3 separate regions of the Mus musculus genome follow, and regions 1 and 3 are each linked to region 2. A link is a contact called in public promoter capture Hi-C data. All regions are on one chromosome and are shown on one strand. Each heading gives the region's core, a stretch centred on a gene start, on an enhancer-like site or on the middle of the called end of the contact. The rest is flanking DNA. Distances are from core to core; before and after follow the strand shown.

Region 1 (4,672 bases), core at 138-2,637, 1.2 Mb after region 2:
CCAAACCAAAAACCAGAACTGGAACAGGGTCAGAGGTTAGGGAAACACTGAGTTACACCCCTAACCAACTCCCCTTTTAAACTTTCCTTTTTTTTTTTTTTTTTTTTTTTCTTCCCGAGACAGGGTTTCTCTGTGTAGCCCTGGCTGTCCTGGAACTCACTCTGTAGTCCAGGCTGGCCTCGAACTCAGAAATCTGCCTGCCTCTGCCTCCCAAGTTAAACTTTCCTTTTTAAAGCAAGTATCTTGTAGCCCTGCTGACCTCTCAAACTAGTGACCCTTTATCAGTCTCCCAAGATTCGAGATGCATGATGGTGTATGCTTTTAATTTCAGCACCCAGCAGGCAGACAGACTGCTGAGTTCCTGGTCTGCCAGGGTTATATAGCAGAACTATCAAAAAACCAAAAGAACAAAAAAATCCCTAAGATGGACACACCTGGGGTCGATGGTCAGGTGTCTGTGGGCAGACTAGACAAGATCCTCCTCCAACTCTTACTAGTTTATATTGTTGACCATTTTTCCTGACCTCCCAACATTCCAGCTCCAAGTTACTGGGCAGCCAGCGCCGACAGCGTCATAGACCTGAGAGGCTGACCAGCTGGGCCATCTGCTACGCTAGTCCAGCAGCAGGTGGCAAACTTGTCCTCCTTTCAAGTTACCTTAACTGGGCAACAGCTTCCTTAGGAGGCCACAAGTGGGTGGAGCTAGGAGCCTAATTCCGGAAGGGAGCCCGACGATGGCCCCTTGCAGAAGCGTCTCCCACTAAGCTGTGTGCAGCCTTCACAACTTTACAACTGCCCAAAGCCACATCTACCCTATTTGCACTCCTCCAAAAGCTACGACTATTCAAGAGCAATTTGTGAGCAGGTTGCTAACGCGCAAAGGTTCGATTTGCACGTCTTCGTCACCTGGCCTCTAGGCAGAGAGAGTTAACATTCCAGGACCCTTAGAGGGCAGAGGCCCCGAGAGGACACCAGCTGGAAGCGGCAGAGCACTGTGCAGGCCAGGACCCAACGTGCAGGGCCTACGTCACCGCTCCGCCTATGTCGGCAACTGAGCCAGAGCCCCCAGAAGACTCTAGACCAGCTTCGTGCCCCCTAAAGTGTCCTAGATCTTCAGCCCCTGCGAATGCGTTCGGCAGGGAAACTGAGGCAGGGGTGTGCGATAGATTCCTTCCTTCCCACCTACGTTTCAAGAATAGCAACGCTGTTTTTCCCCATCCTCAGGACCACAAGGGACCACCCAGATCAACCGGAAAATGGGGAGTTGGGGGCGGGGGGTGGGGGCGAAAGCCATCAAGGTCTGGGGAGCCAGTCAACGTTGCCACACTCAAGATGGCGGCGCGGCCGTGGCGAGGTCCTTCAGAGGCGGTACCGACGCATGCGCAGCGCGGAGTCCCGGCCCGGGACACAAGATGGCGGCAGCGGCGCTGGGGAGGGCGAGGCGGAGGCGGCAAAACGGGCGGTCGAGCAGAACGTGTGGCCGCATCCCCTCGAGTCCGCTTCGGGCAGGTAAGAGCCCCAGGAAGCCACGGTCCCGCTGCGTGCCGCGCCTGGGTCCGGGAGTCCGAAGCAGGACGGCGGAGGCCCCTCCGGCGCTTCCCGCTCGGGGCTGCCGCTCGCCCGGTCTCTTTCGTCGCCGCCATCTTAGAGCCGCGGGTGGGCAGCAGGACTGCCGGCTGGGGTGAGTGCAGTGGGCCCGGAGAGCCCGGGCGGAGCGGCCTCTAGGGTCCCTTCGCTGCTGCCGCTGCCGCCGTCGCCACCGCCTTTGTGTCGGGCTCCGACTCAGAGTCGCCTCAGCCCGGGGGCGGGAGCGCGCGGCAGGGCGGGGGGCGGAGCCCGGGCGAAGGGCCGGCGCGCGCGCGCCAGACTTCCCGCCCCCGCTGGGCTTGCGGGAGGGGCAGGCGGGAGCGCGCTGGGAGCGGGGTGGGGGAGGGTTCCCGTCTGTGCGCCTGCGTGGCTCCGCCCACCAGAGCCGGGGCGTTATGATTGGTACTCTGGTATGTGATCCCGCCCATGTTCCTCCAATCCCGGAATCGGATGCATTTTCTAGTCCGAGTTCCGCTGCTTGCGCAGATACAGTTGTTTGTCTCTAGACTACGCTGCGCTTCTCCGACTTTGGTATGCGTGGGGGTCCGGAAGGCACAGGCTAAGTGAAAACAGTCACTTAATGGGAGCAGCAGCGAGAGTCCACAGAACGCTAGACTACGGTGCAGGGGTCAGATGGTTCTGACGTAGGTGTCAGGACGGCAGCACGGCCTTGAACTTGGGTCTGGCCAACTTCAGAGCTGGCGTTTTGGCCAGAGACCTGCTGCACCTATCTACGCGAGTTTATCTTATTTTTAAAAGACAGGGTCTCTGTGTAGCCCTGGCTATCCTGTAACTCACTATGTGGAACAGGCTGCCCTCGAATTCACAGAAACCCTGTGTCTTTAGTGCTGGGATTAAAGTCGTCTGTCACTACACCTGGCTCTAATGTGTGTGTATGTGGTACTGGGGATATAACCCTAGGTTTCACATATGCCGGGCAGTCAGTGTACTAAGTAGCTTTATTACCAGCACTTAACAAGTTCCAAGTTAACATTTTCAAGCTGTGTAAAGTGCAAAAGTGTGTCATCTTGTCTCCCAGTCCCATCTGGGGTGCGTTTAAAAATAAAATCTTGTCGAGGGTGAAGGCACAGATCTGAAATTCTAGCACTTAAGAGATGGATGGATGACCAAGGCAGGATAGGATGACTAAGGGCGATAATCTTTAACACTCCGATTCCGGCAGGATCATTAGGAGTTTTACGCCAGTTTCAGCTGTGTGAGACCCTGCCCTAAAGTTACAAATTCTTTGGTAGTTCTACCCCTCCTGCTTCTAACTGCAAATAGGTGTCGTTGGGGTTCAGCTGGTTTGGGATTGCTGTAGTGTCCTGTTTAGGTGGCACGAGGCCGGGCTGCTTCTGCCTTCTCTAACAACTGCATCTACCAGGTGCATCCTTCACATTTTGGGGGACACAAAATTTTCAATAAAGGTGGACAAGATGTGTTATACGTGTTTGCATGTTTTTATTTTTATTTATTTCAAGACAGCCAAAGAAGTGTGTCTTTTCTTAGTTGTGGGTGGCTTGAGATAGTGCCCCAACTTTCCTTACGTTCGCTTTGCACCCTTTGCTTTGGTTTACAGACACTTTGATTGGCAATGTATCAGGGCTCCGTTGTGCAAAATGAAAACATGATTACCATTGGCATATGTCTATATTCCACCTAACGGGAAGGCTGAAACGGAAGGATCTCTTGAGCCCAGTGGTTGAAGAAAGGCAGGGCTAGTTCAGAAAGAGAGCTGATCATGGTGGCTTTCACCTGTAACCCTAACACTTGGGAGGTCGGTCGAAGAAGAGGACAGGTTGGGATTTGGGGTCATATTCAGCTACCAATTTGAGTCCTCATCTCAAGCCAAGAACAGAAAGAGGAAAAAAAAAAAAAAACAAGAAAAGAAAAGAAAGAAAAAGTCAATTCCAGGCTTGCAGATGGAGTTGCTTACTGGAACCCTCCCTACTTAGCACTCTCAGATCTGGCCTTGATAACCAGTAAAGCAAGTCCTGTGGTCCACGCTGTAACCTTAGCTAATCCCGGAGACCAAAGCAGGAGGATCATATAGTCAAATATTTAAGGCCTTCTTGAACTGCGGATTAAGTTCAAGGACAATCTTGTCCATTTTTTAAGACCCTGCTCAAAAGTTATAGGTCTGGCTTAGTGGTAGAGCATTTATCTAGCGTGAAGAAGTACCTAGTACCGCATATATATTTGTCAATCTATACATAATGGTCTTAACCATGAAAGAACACTTACCTGTTATATACAAAAACTCTTTTGAGTTCCATCCCTAGCACTACAAAACCAAACCAACCAACTTCAAGGTGACAGGAAAGCATTAAACCAAGTTTAGAGGTCTGTAGATGAACCAGGTTCAGGGCCTAGGAATGCAGGTAGACACTCAAATACATCGTTTTTTTATGTTTGTTTGTTTGTGTTTTTTCTTTTTTGTTTTTGTGGTTTTTATTAGATATTTTCTTTATATACATTTTAAATGCTAACCCGAAATTTCCTATACCCCCCTCCCCGCCTTGCCCCCCTACCCACCCACTCCCGCTTCTTAGCCCTGGCATTCCCCTGTACTGGAGCATATAAAGTTTGCAATACCGAGCCGGGCATGGTGGCGCACGCCTTTAATCCCAGCACTTGGGAGGCAGAGTCAGGCAGATTTCTTTCTTTTTTTTTTTTTTTTTTTAAAGATTTATTTATTATATGTAAGTACACTGTAGCTGTCTTCAGACACACCAGAAGAGGGCATCAGATCTTGTTATGGATGGTTGTGAGCCACCATGTGGTTGCTGGGATTTGAACTCCAGACCTTTGGAAGAGCAGTCGGGTGTTCTTACCCACTGAGCCATCTCACCAGCCCAGATTTCTGAGTTCAAGGCCAGCCTGGTCTACAAAGTGAGTTCCAGGACAGCCAGAGCTACACAGAGAAACCCTATCTCAGAAAACCAAACTAAACCAAAGAATCGCCCCCCCCCCCCCCAAAAAAAAAAGTGTGTGTGTGTGGTCTGTCTCAGCATATTTAGACAGGGTCACACTCTATAGACCAGGCTGATCTTGAACTCAGAGAACATGAGAACAACTTTGATTC
Region 2 (4,461 bases), core at 352-2,851:
GAGAAGGGAAAGCCCTCTTTGTATACCAACCAGCCCTGGAACACCAAGTCACAGCAGGTGCTAAGTATATCCTCTCCCGCCGCGTGTGGGAAGCCCCACCAGGCAATCCAGCTAGGGGAAGGAGATCCAATGGCAGGCAGCAGAGTCAGAGACAGCCCATGCTCCAGTTGTTTGGGGACCCACATGATGACCAAGCTGCACATCTGCGACAAATGTGTAGGGGAATTTTATTTTATGTGTATGAATGTTTCGTCTACATGCATGTCTGTGCACCATGTATGTGCCTGGTGCCCACAGAGGCCAGAGGACATAAAAATCCCCTGAAACTGGAGCTACAGACAGCTGTTAGGTATCATGCAGTTGCTGGGAATTGAAACAGGGTTTTCTGGGAGTGTGATAGGTCCTCTTAACCACATAGCCCCAAGTTAGTGATATGTTTGTTTGTTTGTTTGTTTGTTTCGAGACCGGGTTTCTCTGTGTAGCCCTGGCTGTCCTGGAAGAAACCACTCTCTCAGTCATTAATGACACTTTCCATTTCCCCTGAGTGGTCTAGCTTGTGTGACAATTTATATGTGACTCTCCTATAATAACTAAGGAACTTAAGGTGTACCAAGAACTCCTTAAATAGCTTAAGAAGCCATTCTGACCTAAAATGCAGGAGAATCCTAGGGGCCTACAGGCCTTCCCTATGTGAGACAAGAAGAGGAAACAGGACATTGCTTCTGTGAGGTAGTCAACCCCTTTGCTCTGGCTTCTGTAAACCTGCTTATGGCTCTGGGACTGGGATGAGGCGGACCCTTTCCCTCTGTACAGTGGGATGAGAAACAACTGAGAGGAGGAAAGCCAGTTCTTCCCCCAGCTGTGGGTTCCACCAAGCATGAGATAACTGTGATGCCCACTGCTGATGTCCATCTTTGTAAACCCTTCCTTTAGCCACTCCTTGGCAAGGCAATCTTTTGATTTGGCTCTAAGGCTGCCATCCAAGGCTGTGATTCTGTTAGTGGTAGCAATCAACTGATTTAATCTGAATTCAGATTTAGTCTAATTCATAGTTTTTCCCCCAAGTGGATACGAGCTCCACACCAGCTAGGAGCACCCTTTGAACTTAGGGTCCCTTATATTTGCAGGATTTCCCCCAGGAAACCTAATTGCTGAATATGAATTAATTATTTCCCATGCTGAAATTAATTCTGGTGTTTAAATTTTCGTGCCCCCCCCCCCAAAAAAAAACAAAAACAAAAAACTTTTACTTTTTTGCCACACCCCTTCGTTTCAGAGATTATGACAGAGGAATTTGTCACTCCACATCAATTTTTCTAGTCTTTATTTTCAGTCAGAGGGCTGGGCTTGTAGCTCAGTAATAGAGCATGTGTACCACCATCAAAAAAGTAATTAAAAAAAAAAAAGCTACATCTGGTGGCATAAACATCCGAGGGACAAGCCCTCACCTAGAGCCTCGATGGCCTCCATGCTCATCTTTCACTGGCCACCTCTCTGGAGAGCTAAGACCCCAGCCTCAGGACCGCTTTCCTTCCTCCGCCCATTGCTCCCAGTCGCGTCCCTTCCCGGCCGCCGTAGAGCAAGCGACGCGGGAGTTCGGCAGTCGCGTCGCCTAGGCAACGGCTCGGCGGCGGGCTGCGGGCGCCAGGCGGCCCCGGGGAGGCGCTCGCGCCGGCGGCCGGGGCTCTACGAGGCGACAAGGCGGCAGGTAAGCGGCGGTAGAGCGGGTGAACGTGACCCGGAGAGGAGCGGTCCGCCGGGCGACCGGCGAGGAACGGGTCGCGGGGACGCCAGGCAAGGACAGAGGGCCGGACCTTTGTCCCTTGGGCCCGCGAGCTGGCGCCTGCGACGCCCTCTGACCCCGGCCGAGTTCGGGTGGGTGCGCTTTCCGCTTTTATTCCTATGTATCTCTGGAGCCTCACTCGAAAGTTTTCCTTTTAAATAGTAATTTTTAAAAAGCTCCTATTTTATGAGGGTTGGTCGCGGAGTAGCTAGGAACTGAAGAGAACGTCTGCGTGTGTCGCTCTTCGTTGGTGGTGGTGGTGGGAGGTCGGCGAGATCGGACTTATTTCTGAGTCAGTTTTCTCACCTGCACAATGGGGATAATAATACCTGTCTTATAAGATGATCAAAACGTGTTTTTATATTTAAAATCCTCACTACATGGGCGCTTTTCTTGTTACTACTACGAGGAGCATCATTGAGTATTTATTGAGAACCAGGGCCTGGGCTGATCGCCAGCGGTTTAAAAAAAAAAAAAAGTGAATGAGACGTCTTGTCCTTAGGGAACTCCACTCCTGCCCGTAGGAAACTGACCTATGGACTGGTTTTTGGTGTAATTTGAGCTATGGTTTTACACGTACAGGAAGCTGAATGCAGTGGAGGCTGTTGTAGACCTTCAGAGGTGATCAGAGAGAGAGGATTACACTAGAAGGTTACTTCCAAAAGGAGGTATGTAGCTTGCCTTTTGTCTTGGCCAGAAGACTAGTCTGGTGTGTGTGCCTAGTGTTAGGAAAACGGTGCCTTGAGGAGACAGCCAAACTTCTAGAGACTCTCCCAAGAATTTCAGGCTGGAAGGGAGTCCAAAAGGTAGCAAGAGTGTCTACTTGATGTTTGAAGGATAAGCCTCGGCTCTTCTTGACAGACTTTTTTTAGGGTCGGAGGTGGCGTTATGGGTAAAGTTTTAGGATGTTTGCTTTTTATTTTTTGTGAACCCTCAAGGGATTTGTTTGTTTTAATACAGGATTTTGTGGCCTACAGTCTGGTCTTGATTAATGCTGCTGTGTAGCTGAGGCTTTGCCTTGAACTCCTGACTCTCATGTCTCTGCTCCTGAGTTTGTGAGCTTGCAGAGGCGTCTAATTAGAAGCGGGTGAGCGTGTGCGCATGCGCTTCCGCGATTCTATGCGCGCCCTTGATCAGAAGTAGACCTCTCACCCTCTTTGGTCTCCTTGCTATTATTTTTTGCTTTGCAGCCAGTTCTTTATGGCGATTCAAAACAAAAAAAAAAACAGATATTGACAATTATCTTAGACCTTTTTTTCATTATTAAAACTACATACTCGCTTTAGCAAGATTAGAGGTTTCGGGGCAGGCGAGATGGCTCAGTGGTTAAGAGCACCGACTGATCTTCTGAAGGTTCTGAGTTCAAATCCCAGCAATCATCTGTAATGAGATACGATGCCCTCTTCTGGTGTGTCTGAAGACAGCTACAGTGTACTTACATATAACAATAAATCTTTAAAAAGAGAGAGAGAGAAGAGGTTTCTTTAGCTTACAGTTCTGGAGATTCTTGGAGCCCACTTCTGACCATGTTCTTTTTATGGCAGAGTCCTGAGAGGGCTCAGCTTGTTGAGCATATCACAAGATGGGGAGTTCAAGGGTTCCTCTTTTTGTGATGTGGGGGTCGAAGAGACCCTTGTCCACAGCAGGCAGGGGTACTGCCTCAGAGCTGTTTACCCATGACCTTCTCTCAGGCAGTTCCAGGATCCAGTTACAACCTCTGACCTTATCTGATGCTGCCTTCTTCCTCTGGACACTATGTCAGTGTGGTTTCCCCTGTCTTCACTCACCATCTGAAGCAGAAATGTCAGCATGTGAACCCTTGGGACGTGCACACAAACTACATCTAACCCATAGGAAGTGTGAGGTGCCAGGCACTGGGCAGAGCTGGATGAGAAAGCTGGTTCTTATCGTGGAGATCAGGGCCTAGTTGGGAAATTAGGCTGGCAGTGGCAGTGTAATGGGAGGTGTTGCTGGGTGTTTCTGATCAGGTGAATACAATCTAGTCTGGAGGTTGGGGGAGGGAGTAGTGAGAATTAGCTCTATCTGGAGAGATGGTGAGAATGGAAAAAGACAGTATTTTACAATATTGAAAAGCAATGTCAAGCCGGGCATGGTGGCACACGCCTTTCATCCCAGCACTCGGGAGGCAGAGGCAGAGGCAGGTGGATTTCTGAGTTCGAGACCAGCCTGGTCTACAAAGTGAGTTCCAGGACATCCAGGGCTATACAGAGAAACCCTGTCTCAAAACAAAACAAAACAAAACAAAAGCAATGTCACTGAGCCCAGCGTGGCACCTGCCTGTCTTTCCAGCAGTTGGAGGTGGAGGCAGGAGGACCAAGAGTTTAAGCCCTGGCTCCAGAACAAGTTCAAGGCTAGGCTGGGCTGAATGAGACCTCATCTCAGCATGCACATGCACACACAAGTTTATTTGTGAATTTGTTTATTTTGAGACCTTGTTTTGTAGGTCAAGCTGGCCTAAAACGTACAGTGGCTCCTCTGCCTCTGCCTCCAGAGTACTAGAATTAAAGGTGTGCTACCACACTGGGCAGTATTAGTGTGTTTATGGAGGTGAAAGCAGTTCACTTCAGCTCCAAGAGGAATGTCAGTGCTGAGCAGCTGTGGTGCTTCACACCTGCAATCCAGAACTCAGAGGCTGAAGCAGGAGGGTCAGGAGTACG
Region 3 (4,577 bases), core at 854-3,353, 1.3 Mb after region 2:
CACCACCAGATCACGGGGACCTGAGATCATGGGCAAGTCCCTTGACTGCTCTGAGTTGAAGTTTCCTATTCCAGAAAAGCCAGAGTTACCTCCCAAACTAACCTTGTTAGCCAGGCATAGTGTGCACACCTATGACACAGCGCTTGGGAGGCAGAGGCAGGGGATGGGAGTTCAGCACAAGCCTGACTTCCAATTGGACTTTGTCTCAATAGATGGAGGGTGGGCTGGGGAAATGGCCAAGTGGGTCAGAGCATTCATTGTAGAAGCAGGAGGACCCGACTTCGGAGCTACAACATCCACGTAAACAGCTGGGTGCGGCACCTACTTGCTCACCTCCAACACTGACAGATGGAGACTCTGAGACAGGGTTACCAAGGCTTGCTGGCGGCCAGCCTGGCTGCAAATCCCTGGGCTCTTAAGTTTAGGGAGACTCTGCCTCAAAGGAACAAAAGGAAAGATGACAGAGGGGGACAGCCAACATCTCCTCTTGCCTTGGCAGTCATGGATGTGTGTCCCTGCACACACACATATGCACACACACACACAAACACACACACAAACACACACACACAAACACACACACACACACACACACACACGCACACACACACACTAAAACAAATTAACAAACAAAAACAAGGACTAGGAACAGCTCAGTTGTAGAGTACTTGCCTAGCATGTGTGAGACCCTAGAGGCTTGGGCATACACACACACACACACTCATACACAGACACAGACTCACATATGGACACACACACAGTCTCACACATATGGGATAGCAATATATAGGAGAGTTTTGTAGAGAGCGTATCACAACGTCCAACACAATAAATCAAAAAAGTGAATGATCACTGCGGCCTGGAGGTGAAATGCCTTGCCCAAGGTGGTTGGGAAATGACGAGGTTGGGAAATGGTAGACCCAGAACTGCAATTCAGTGCTGGAGCTCACCAGTGAGAAGCATCTAAGAGAAGCTTGGGAGAACACCCAGCTCTCTCTCTCCGGCTCACAGGTCTGTTCGTTGGGAAGCACATGAAGGTCTGGGCACACAGGAGGCTTAGTCAGAACAGCTTGCTGAAGACAGATCAAGGCCCTGCTCCACCATGGTGGCAGGCGAGGAGGATGGAAGGCCGGGGGCTGCCGGCTGTTGGCAAGACTGTGCCAAAGCTTTCCTGAGTGGAGCAGGGCAGGGCTGGAGGAGGGGAAGGGTCCATGACGATCTCACAGCTCGGGAGAGGAAGGTGTTTGCCCCATCCAGGTCACCCCAAGGCTTAGAGCCAAGACCCCAGTCTCCTAATTTCCAATCACAAACCTGACACCATCAACTGAGGTCTCGTGAACACTGCTGAAAGTGGTTTTTCTGTGTTTCGAGAGTCTCATTTTATCCTCAGATCAATATAGGGACAAAGGCTTGAGCGACAAAGGGTCTGTTTTTGTTCTTTAAACAGAAGAGGAAGGATAGTGCTAGCCTGAGAAGGATGAAGCTTCTGCTTGCTCCCACATGTGTGTGTCCCCCCGCCCCCCAGGCTCATCTTTCCTTCCCCAAGGAGTCAGCCTGCTGGAGCTAGGGGTTTGCCCCATGGAATTCCCCAAATCCTGCCTCAAAGAGCCTGCTCCCAGAGGCCAGGAGAGGAAGCTGAGTCAAAGACTCTATCAGGGGGCGGGGATGAGAGGATAGAACCTACAGTGTGGGGATGGGCTCCAGGCTGCACTCTGGCCAGGGAGGGGGTGTCTCAGAAGCCCAAGGAAGAGGGGTCTCGGGCCTCAGGTCTCCCAGTCTTTTACTGGGCTGATCAGTCAGGGCCGTCAGACCTAGGGCTAGGTGAATGCCCCATCCTGCACACCCTCCTTCCCTTTCCCACAAAGTCTGCAGTTTGCAGAAACTAAACCCTGAGTTCTGTGGTTTCCTGTGGGTCTGGGGGTCCTGCCTGACTTGGCAATGGGGGACTGTGGGCAGGGCATAAGGGAGGGGGTAGTGTAAACACACACACACACACACACACACACACACACACACACACACACACACACACGCTGAGTCAGCATAAGCCTGGAGGGGAGGGGCGGGGTCACTGATTCCGTTTTACTGCCTCTTTAAAATCTCTGCAAAGGCAGCGTTAGCCAGAAGCTGCGGTCCTCACCATGAGTCCCTGGCAGCCCCTGCTCCTGGCTCTCCTGGCTTTCGGCTGCAGCTCTGCTGCCCCTTACCAGCGCCAGCCGACTTTTGTGGTCTTCCCCAAAGACCTGAAAACCTCCAACCTCACGGACACCCAGCTGGCAGAGGTAGACAGATGGCTCGGTGGATAGCTGAGAAGGGCTGGTCAGGAAGATGTCCCCCTCTCCCAAGGAATGGGGCCTCAGATATGCTTTCTGGATTTGGGGGTGATGGGCATGTCTGCCAGGGTTAGGCAGTAGGGGGTAGGTGGTCTGGAGGCTCTGGGCAGATTCGGGTCTGTTGGAGGGACAGATTGGGTTCGGCTTCGAAGGGTTGTGACATGGCGCAGGTTGGCAGTGAACAGTTAAACTCTAGTGGGGCTGAGGGGTAGGCATGGTTTATATCATCTGAGGTCGAGGTGTGATGCTGTCCTCAGGATAGGGGAATTCTAGCTGTGTAGGAAGAACTGGTGTCCTGGCCGTAGAGTCCCTAAGCATGTGGCCCAGAGGTCCAGAGCCAAGGTGCCAGAACTCTGTGATGTCTCTGCCCCTTCCTCCATCCACAGGCATACTTGTACCGCTATGGTTACACCCGGGCCGCCCAGATGATGGGAGAGAAGCAGTCTCTACGGCCGGCTTTGCTGATGCTTCAGAAGCAGCTCTCCCTGCCCCAGACTGGTGAGCTGGACAGCCAGACACTAAAGGCCATTCGAACACCACGCTGTGGTGTCCCAGACGTGGGTCGATTCCAAACCTTCAAAGGCCTCAAGTGGGACCATCATAACATCACATACTGGTGAGATGTCGGGCTAGAAGCAGGTGCCTGGGTGGGACTGGAGGCCAGTTTGCACCTCCGGTTAGCTGAACACAAGGGATCCTTAGCAATACAAGTTCCGAGAGAGGCTGCAGCCCTGTGTGTTTTGAAGCGATCGTGGTGTAGCTGCTGCCCCGCCCACCCCCATTTGTAATCCGTGCATGCCCGATCCCCCATCGACGCTGGCTTTTCACCTCCAGGATCCAAAACTACTCTGAAGACTTGCCGCGAGACATGATCGATGACGCCTTCGCGCGCGCCTTCGCGGTGTGGGGCGAGGTGGCACCCCTCACCTTCACCCGCGTGTACGGACCCGAAGCGGACATTGTCATCCAGTTTGGTGTCGCGGGTGAGAATTCCCGGGCTGGGCAGGCTATGGGAGGGACGACCACGGACAGAGTAGAAGGGACAGCAGATCTGTCCGCTCTTATGCCTGCCCCACAATCCCTAGTCGCTGCTTCCACAAATGACCTCCCCCAACCCCCAGCGGCTTTGGAGTCGCAGTCACCTCTTCTCAAAGTCTGGTGCGCTGCTCAGCGGGAGACACAGTCGCTTTCAGTCTCTTGCCCTTAAAGAGAGCAAAGTGTTGCTGATTGAGTCCCTTCCTCTCCGATGGCCTCTTGCAGAGCACGGAGACGGGTATCCCTTCGACGGCAAGGACGGCCTTCTGGCACACGCCTTTCCCCCTGGCGCCGGCGTTCAGGGAGATGCCCATTTCGACGACGACGAGTTGTGGTCGCTGGGCAAAGGCGTCGGTGAGATCCTGAGCCTTCCAGTATCCGCCCCATCCCCACCCCTGTCCCAACTCCCTTCTCTTACACTGGTGTGTGGCCAGACGCCCTGACTCTAGCCTCCTTTCTACAGTGATCCCCACTTACTATGGAAACTCAAATGGTGCCCCATGTCACTTTCCCTTCACCTTCGAGGGACGCTCCTATTCGGCCTGCACCACAGACGGCCGCAACGACGGCACGCCTTGGTGTAGCACAACAGCTGACTACGATAAGGACGGCAAATTTGGTTTCTGCCCTAGTGAGAGTGAGTATGCGCTGGGGGTGGGGAGCGGGGCGCCGCCTTGAAGGTTCCAGAATCTTCTTTCCCAGTCTCTCTTTGCCATCAGTGGTGTGGCTACTCGCCCTCTCCCTGGGTCTGGTCCCCTCTGTGAAATGAGACGCATGCTGGGGCCGGGCTTGGCGGTAATACCGTGGGTCTCCTCAGGACTCTACACGGAGCACGGCAACGGAGAAGGCAAACCCTGTGTGTTCCCGTTCATCTTTGAGGGCCGCTCCTACTCTGCCTGCACCACTAAAGGCCGCTCGGATGGTTACCGCTGGTGCGCCACCACAGCCAACTATGACCAGGATAAACTGTATGGCTTCTGCCCTACCCGAGGTACCTCTGCCCCGCCTATCAGGGTCAGCCCGGCTCTGCTTTCCAGCATTGGTCTCTAAAGGTGGCTTTTCCATCCATTCATTTCCTTCCTCTATTTACCATCCGCCGTCTGCCTCCACACCTCCTCTCCTTGACTCCCAATTGGGCAGCCTTTTTTGTTTACCCTTAGGCTTTGGTCTCCAATCTTAGCCTCTGCCTATCAATATTTTCCGGCTTCC

What was found. Promoter capture Hi-C pulls out the DNA fragments that hold promoters and counts their contacts.
Region 1: a promoter capture Hi-C map of pre-B cells shows a contact between it and region 2, with 2.2 times the contacts expected there. The contact joins the promoter of Pcif1 here to the promoter of Pkig in region 2.
Region 3: a contact with region 2 is called in a promoter capture Hi-C map of neutrophils, with 5 times the contacts expected there. The contact joins the promoter of Mmp9 here to the promoter of Pkig in region 2.

What each region holds. Positions count from the first base shown.
Region 1 is chr2:164,877,981-164,882,652 of GRCm38.p6, forward strand. Pcif1 (PDX1 C-terminal inhibiting factor 1) reads left to right here and starts at 1,388. Exons shown (of 17, transcript NM_146129.3): 1 at 1,388-1,509. It overlaps 4930445K14Rik (a long non-coding RNA gene), which reads right to left. Exons shown (of 2, transcript XR_003953757.1): 2 at 1-2,061.
Region 2 is chr2:163,656,785-163,661,245 of GRCm38.p6, forward strand. Pkig (protein kinase inhibitor, gamma) reads left to right here and starts at 1,602. Exons shown (of 4, transcript NM_001039391.2): 1 at 1,602-1,708.
Region 3 is chr2:164,946,116-164,950,692 of GRCm38.p6, forward strand. It overlaps Mmp9 (matrix metallopeptidase 9), which reads left to right and starts at 2,104. Exons shown (of 13, transcript NM_013599.4): 1 at 2,104-2,282; 2 at 2,720-2,949; 3 at 3,168-3,316; 4 at 3,594-3,722; 5 at 3,832-4,005; 6 at 4,186-4,359. The coding sequence starts at 2,142.